Linked DNA regions of Ovis aries: region 1 is linked to region 2. The links are chromatin contacts, called in public Hi-C maps. All regions are on one chromosome and are shown on one strand. The core of a region is the stretch at or near the end of the contact, and the rest is flanking DNA. Distances in the headings are between cores, read along the strand shown.

What was found. A called contact is a pair of places that touch in the nucleus more often than the background predicts.
Region 1: a contact with region 2 is called in a Hi-C map of tail adipose tissue, with 4 times the contacts expected there. The contact joins the promoter of ZBTB10 here to the enhancer-like site in region 2. A contact is called at or near these places in 4 of 16 Hi-C or Micro-C datasets (muscle, skin fibroblasts and tail adipose tissue).

The regions. Positions count from the first base shown.
Region 1 is chr9:56,748,817-56,752,525 of ARS-UI_Ramb_v3.0, reverse strand. It overlaps ZBTB10 (zinc finger and BTB domain containing 10), which reads right to left and starts at 2,005. Exons shown (of 6, transcript XM_004011759.6): 1 at 955-2,005. The coding sequence starts at 1,920.
Region 2 is chr9:56,365,305-56,369,021 of ARS-UI_Ramb_v3.0, reverse strand. All of the region lies in intron 1 of TPD52 (tumor protein D52), which reads left to right. Among named protein-coding and RNA genes, the nearest start is that of MRPS28, 45 kb to the right of the region's middle. Within about 2 kb of position 1,696, at least 10 of the 54 cell types and tissues checked have an H3K27ac peak or open chromatin away from gene starts, as enhancers often do. A contact at or near this core is called in tail adipose tissue, where this site is marked.

The DNA.
Region 1 (3,709 bases), core at 756-3,255, 380 kb before region 2:
ACTGATTAACATCTGCTTGGCTTGGAAAGAGATTATCAAAATGATAAGACTATTATCTTTAATCCAGAAATACTAAGACAAGATTTAAGAAGTACCGTTTACCTGTTTAATAACTAAGAACTTATGATTTTGGTAAATACATTCTCTACCAGTTCGAACCAACTAGTTGGTAGAAGTAACTTTACAGTCAACATTTCAAATATCCTAAGTTTAAAGTAAACTACATTTAAATGAAAACTTTTTGAAAAAGGGGATTACAGAAAATCTCAGCATAGAAATCTGGAGAAGGAAGCAAGTAAAAACTACCACAATTTACCGAAAGCATACCTTTGGAAAGAGAAGTTCAACAAAAAGTTTAAGGAGATGAATTTAGTATAATCATTCACTAAGTCTTATACAAATAGCTTCCTCTACATTTACATACTACTCTCTCATATTTCACATTATCCTGACATGATAAAAAGAATTTTCTCGGTTGCATGTTCTCCTAAAAGGGGTAGCGTCAAAGGTTAAGGAAAGAGTTTAATTCATTCTTCAAAGAGTTACCAGATTTGACTTCCAACAGCACGCTAAAAGACTACCAACATTAAAGCAGCTTTTCTAAAATCACAGCTAATAACATTCTAACCACAAAGCCAACCTTACAGGGTTAAAACCTTCAACCTCGCTTATTAAACTTTCCTTCTGATTCAATCTGACGGGCAAAGAAATCTGAGTCATGAAAAAAATTAAATCAAATTCAGTGCTATGATTAGAAAATTGTCATTCCTCCCCCTCCCCCCAACTCCCCCGGTTAACTTTTGAAAACTTATTCCCAGGCTTTCGAACCCCCCACGCCTAAATTCCCTACACCTCTCTCCTAACAGGAAAGATGTCTTCACCCAGTAGAGTGAGTTTTAGCTGATAAACCTTTCCCCCAAAGATCTGAAAAAGCAGGAGCAACATATATCGTACCTGGGCGTTGGCTTCGTGGAGTTTGTGCTCGGTAGAGACGTGGTGCCTCAGAAGGAGGGTTTTCTTGTAGTTGCGGGTCCCTCGCGAAAGCTCGTCGTGCCCCACTGGGGGCAGATCCCCGCTTCCTCCGTCCTCGGGGGGCTTTTGGCACCAGCCGCAAGACATAAGGCCAGTATCCTTGGAATAGCGCAGCCAGGGAAAATCTTTGAGCCAGGAGGTCTGGAAAGAGCAGTGGAGCTTCTGCATTAGGGACTTGGGCCGCGCGAGCGGGAAGTGCTGGACAGTCTCTCCTTCTCCAGCTCCCACACCGCTGCCCTCCGCTTCGTCCCCGCCATCGCCGCCCGACCGCCTGCTGCTGCTGCAGCTGCCTCCTTCCGCCCCGCTGCCGTCGCCCAGGCTCGCCCCCTCCTCTTCGTCCTCGGTGCTGTCGCTCAGGGACGCGCCGTCCGGCATCAACTCCTTCCCCTCCAGCGCGTCCAGCTCCAGCTCCACGGCCGCCGGCCCTCGCCCATTGAAATGCCTCAGGGGCCATGCCGAGGTCTCGGGGCGGCCGCGGCTACTGCCATTGTTGCCGAGCCCCCCGCCGCCGCCGCCTCGAAAGGCCAGAGTCCGACGGTTCCTTTCCGCTAGCAGGGGGCCCCCGGCGCCACCGCCGCCCAGCGAGGTGGGGCCGCCCGCGTCTTGGGGGAGCAGCAACTCCTTGGTTTCCTCGGCGGCGGCGGCAGCCCCGGCGGAGGCCTCCAGGTCTTGGGGCTCCAGGCCCTCCAATTCCACTTCCTCGTCGGCCCCCCGCCCATTGAGCGGCTGCGGCGCTGGCGGCGGGGGCTGTCTTGGCTGGGGCTGCTGGGGCCAAGCCGAGGCCTCCCCGCCAACGTTATTGTTCGCGGAGCCGCCGCCGCCGCTGGCGGTGACCAACCCGCCTCCTCGGAACGCCAGCGTCCTGCGGTTCATTTCACTGAACGACATGGCGCGCGCCGCCGCCGCCGCCCGGTGCCCCGGCTCGCGCCCGGCCTCGGGCCGCGTCCCGCGCGCTCCCCGCCGCTCCCCCTCCGCTTCGCTCCCGCCCCCACCGCGGGCGTTCCGGTCTCGCGGGGCTCGGCCTCGCCCTCCCGCCCGGCTCGCGCTCGCTCCCCGGGGCTGCCTCACGCGTCCGCCGCCGCCGCCGCCGCCGCCCGCCGGGCCGCCGCCTCCTCGTCCTCCACCCCCGCCCCGCGGCGCTCCGGGCAGCGTCCCGCGCGGAGAAGGGGGGGGCGGGCGGCGGAGAGGTGAGCAGCGAGCCGGCGCGCGTGGGGCCTTCGAAGTTGAGAGGCGGAGTGCGGGGAGACCCTCCGCTGCCCCCTCTTTAAAGCCGCGCGCACACACCGACCCTCCAAACAAGATATCCTTCCTCCGGCGCGCCGAGGAGTCCCGACGCGGCTGCCGGCTTCCGAAGCGCTGAGGGCGAGAGGCACGTTAAACTGCCGGGCTCCGCCACATAACGAACCGACAATAAAGCCGGCGGAGCGTTTCCGTCCGACCAGGCCCTGGCGGAGGTCGAATGGCAAATGAACAACGGACCGTGCGCCCACAATGCACCGGGGTAGCAGTAACCGCTGGAGGGGGAAAGGGTGGGGGCCGGGCGGGGGGAGGGGGCTGGGCTTGGGGCTGGGCTGGGGTGGGGTGGGGGCGCCTGGGGACCGGGAAAGGGGCCGGGCCGCGCCTCCGGCCTGGGGGCGGGGGTGCGGCCGCGGGGGAAGGAAGTCGGCCGAGGGGCGGGGGACAAAAGGCCGGGCGGCGGGCTGGGGGGTCTCGGGGAGGGGGCGGGCGTGTGCAGCCGGGGCCGGGCTCCGCGGAGGACAAACAGCTGGCGAGTGTCAGGTCTGGCCGCCTCCCCGCTGCCCGCACGCACCTACCCGCGCCCGGGACGCACATTTTCCTTCCTTCGCCACGAGTTCACCTGGGACTTTGAGAAATAACTGTACGGTGGGAGCTGCTCTCCAGCCTTGTCATTTGCTGAGGTGGGGTGGGTGGGGGCGGGGGGTAACGGTGCCCGAGGAAGTGAACTTATTTTTGTTCCTTCACAAAGACTGGACCAGGCTGTACCTTTCGGGCGAGGAGGTTACAACCGGGGGCACCTCCTCGTCTGCTGCATTGTGTATTCGATGCAGCAGCTCTGGGCGATAATCATTTCACAGAAAATGCACCGCCCCGAGTGTCTTATTGCTGTGATGAAATGGAAATTTAAATAAAAGGTCGAACACGTGCGTTCAGTGGGAAGTATTGACATGGGTGTTACATCACCAGCAGCCAATCAGATAGCTCCAGTCGTGTTTATACTTCTACAACCACCTTGTGAGTATTACAGTATGTCATAACGTTATAAATATTAGGCAGGGTTTTCCCCAAGAGTGGGGAGGAGTCGGCTCACACAGACGCTGCGTGCGACTCCGAAGAGCGTGTGTGTTAAGACAAGGATTGATTTTTAAGACTTTGGGTTGTTCTTTTTTTTTTTTTAACTGTTGACACTGCACATGGAATTTAGAGTGATTAGAAAAACAGATGGAGCTGGAAATGAAACTCTTACAATAATAATCGTAGTCAACTTGTTCAGAAAAAGATTTTCCAATTTGGAGCCCTTATACTCGTATTTTAAAGTATTTTTTAATGTGCTAAATTTAGCAAATTCTAAAGTGTTGAGATTCATTTTACTCTTTGAAACCTGAAATAAACTTTTAAAAACAAGTTAAAAGTAATGTGAAACAAATCTTAAATCATT
Region 2 (3,717 bases), core at 447-2,946:
TAGCACAGGGAACTCGGCTCAGTGTTATGAGGCAGCCTGGATGGAAGGAGGGTTTGGGGAAGAATGGATCCATATGTATGTATGGCTGAGCCCCTTCACTGTTCACCTGAAACTATCACAGTGTTGTTAAATGGCTGTACCCCAATACACAATGTTTTTGTTGTTTAAAAAATTAAATTATTAACAGATGGTTAAGATGGTAAATGGTATGCTATATATTTTACCATAATAAAAAAATTGGGAAAAATAACGTGGGAAGCCATTTACTTTATCTTACCCTTAGTGTTAATACATTCCTTTAAAAAAAAAAAAAATCAGTAAAACATGATTCCCTAGAGGAACTGCAGTTTGGACGATGCAGTGAGAGCCTCGAGTGGCAATGAGGACAGGAGCAGGAGGTGGAGTCGGTGGGCTCCAGATTGTCAGGAGCAGTGAGCTTTCCTAGAGGGTGGGCAGCCATACAGGAATTGAAGGCATGGAGTGCCCTAGTCTGAGACACGTTTCAGACAGCGCCCTCTGGTGGCAGGATAGTGATTGGAGTGGAAGAGGCAGCAACCAACGCGGAGCTTTGGGGCAAGAATCTATAAGCAAAGCATGGTGACAGCCTGCGTGGGGTGGGATCAGAGGTGGGGCGTGAAGTGGGCTCGCAGAGAGGGAGATGGAGCCACATCTCAGGGAGGTGGGAAGAAAACCTAGGGAGGGCGAGGGGGCGGGGAGGGGTCAGGGGACCAGAGACTTCTGAGTGAGGTTCAGTCTGGGCAGCTTGGAGCTGTCCAATGAGATCCTGATGCAGAACTGTCCTTAGCTGAAGGGGGACGAGGGGCTTGGAGAGTGATGGCAGGTGAGGAAGTGAGCCCTGTGGGTCAAGCTTCGTGGCAGAGAAGAGGAGAGGAAGTAGCCAGGATGACTGGTAGGACCAGGAAAGTGAGTCACAGCAGGTACTCATTGAACATTGAGTATGTGCCCACCTTTTATTTCATGACCCTTTAAAACATTCTTATAAAAACCCAGAGAGCTAGATGGTATTATTTCCTTTTTATTTTTTAAACAGGTAATGGGTTTGGGGTTCAGTTTCCTGGGGCTCAGTTCTTTGGGGCTACCATGACAAAGTGCTCCAGACTGAGGGGCTTAAAACGACAGAAATGTATTACCTCTGTTGGCGGGGCCATGCTCCCTCTGACACCTGCAGGGAAATCTTTCCTTGCCTCTTCCTAGCTTCCTGCTGGTAACGCCTGTCTTTTTTTAATTTTTTACAGTTTATTTATTTTGGCTGTGCTGCGTCTCGCTGTTGCTTGGGCTTTTCCTTAGCAGCAGGGAGTGGGTGGCTACTCTGTCACTGCGGTGTGCGAGCTGCTCATTGCGGTGGCTTCTGTCCTTGTGGAGCACGGGCTCTGGGGCATGCGGGCTTCAGCAGTTGTGGCGGGTGGGCTCCGTAGTTGGGACTCCCAGCCTCTAGAGCACAGGCTCCATAGCTGTGGTGCGAGGGCTTAGTTGCTCGGCGGCATGTGGGATCTTCCTGGACCAGAGATCTGTGTAGATCCTGGACTTACGCCTCCTGCATTGGCAGATAGATTCTTTATCACTGAGTCACCAGGGAAGCCCCCTGGCTTGCTTTGGCTGGCGCTACATCCCTCCAGTCTCTGCCCGGCCGCATCACACCGTGTGCTCCCTCTGTCTCTGTGTGCTCTGGATCTTTACACAGTGTTCTCTCCGGGTCACTGATCCAAACTTCCTTTTACTTGTAGGGACACCAGCCATTGGGTTAGAGCCCACTCCACCCTCCAGTCCAGTATGATGTCATCTTGATTACATCTGCAAAGACCCTGTTGCCAAATAAAAACACGTCGTTTATGGGTCCTGGGAGTTGGAAGCAGAATATATCTTTTTTTGGGGCAGATGCAAGTCAACCCACAACGTCATCTGATTTTAAAAATCTCTGCCCTGGGTTTCCTATGTTTACACAATGAAGTGTTTGAATTTACATGATCCAAAATTATTTTCAGATTTAAAATCGTGTGAAGATGGTTGTAAAAGTTTTAAGTAACAATCATAGAAAGGCTTGAAGGGGAACAGTTGACTTTAACTGGAAAAAAATCAAAGATGAAGAACTGGATGGAAGAGAGAACTGCTTAGGTGAGGGGTTCCATTCTGGGGTGGCCTGGGCTGCACCCACTACACTGAGCAGAGAGGTACCCACCAAGCTCTCAGTTCTGGCTTAGCTTTAATGGTAGGTTCTAAATTTCTATTTAAAAAACTAGTTTCTTCCCTGGTTGAAATTTTAGGAAATAAGTGGCAAATGGATGGCTATGCATGGGGCATAGGGAGGGGAGGAGAGAAAAGAGAAACTTACTTTGAACAAATCTTTAACGAATAAGCCAGTTCAAATGAACTATTTACAAACATTTGCTTTATTCTGGGTGCTGTGAGTCCTGAGGTGTAAAGATAAGGGTGTGACATTAGGACCTTGTTTTCTAGGTTTGCACATTTAGAGGCAGGTGATAAACAATGATACCACAAGGACCACTTAGCCAGTTGGTTGTACAATGATCTCCAGTAAGAAGACATAAAATGTAGAAGAAAACATCGTGTCTTGGGACTTAAAGGAGCGCTCTCCTGGTTCGTCTCCATTGCTCTCTTGGGCGTGGATCTCCCAACAGTTTGCCTTTGCGTGGAGTCCAGGCTCTTCTCCCCAGATGAAATTCTTTAGGGTGATCCCATGTGTGCAGTTGAAGACAGGTTGTCAATCTGTTTGCACAACTAGAAGAACTATTAAGCAGGTGGCTGAAATGGTAATAACCTGACAGAACAAATTATCACCAATTTGCAGTCACTTGGGCTCAATGTTGGCCTCTGTGACTTTCAAGCCAGGCATCCCCTTGTGTTCTCACAGCCTCAATGAAGTGAAAAGCCCTCTGCTTCCAGTTCTCCTCTGACCTGCTCTTTGTCTTCCCAGCTCTTCGGAATTTCTCTAAGAAAAATATACACGAAGGAGCAAGAATTTAGAGTCAGAAAGACCCATGTTTGAATTTCTGCAACTCTGGGCACATTACTGAACCTCAGAGGGGCTCAGTTTCCTAATGGGAATAAATACTACAAATACTACTTGTCTCATTGGGTGATGGTTTTAAGAGTTTGTGTGTGTTTTAGATAACGTGTAAATGTTTAAATCTTGTCACAGTGGCTAGTGTATTAGACCTCAATAAATATGTCATATTTTCTCCTGCTTATTCTGTGTTTTAAAAATAGATCTCTGTCAGACTCTGAGGAGAAGCATTAAAATTAATGATCGAATACAAATTTTTTGAATTATTCAGTTTTCAGTAATCTTTAGAGAGTTTCCATTTCCCAACTTCTATGTTATGAATGAGAATTTTCCAAATGCCGGATTCTACCTCTGCAATATATACTCTCAACCCTCCCCCCTTTTCTAAACTTTTTATTTTATGCTGGAGTACAGTTAACAGTGTTGTGTTAGTTTCAGAAATACAGCAAACTGATTTAGTTACATATATTCTTTTATAAATTCTTTTCCCATTTACGTTGTTACATAATACCGAGCAGAGTTCCCTCTTCTATATAGTATGTCCTGATTGGTTATCCAGTTATATACTCTTACTGAACATGTACAAAATAGGATAGATAATACCTAGAAATTCATTTAAGGCAAAATTTGGATTCCCAGGCTTGGTGAAAATATGGTCAGAAATGATGAAAAGA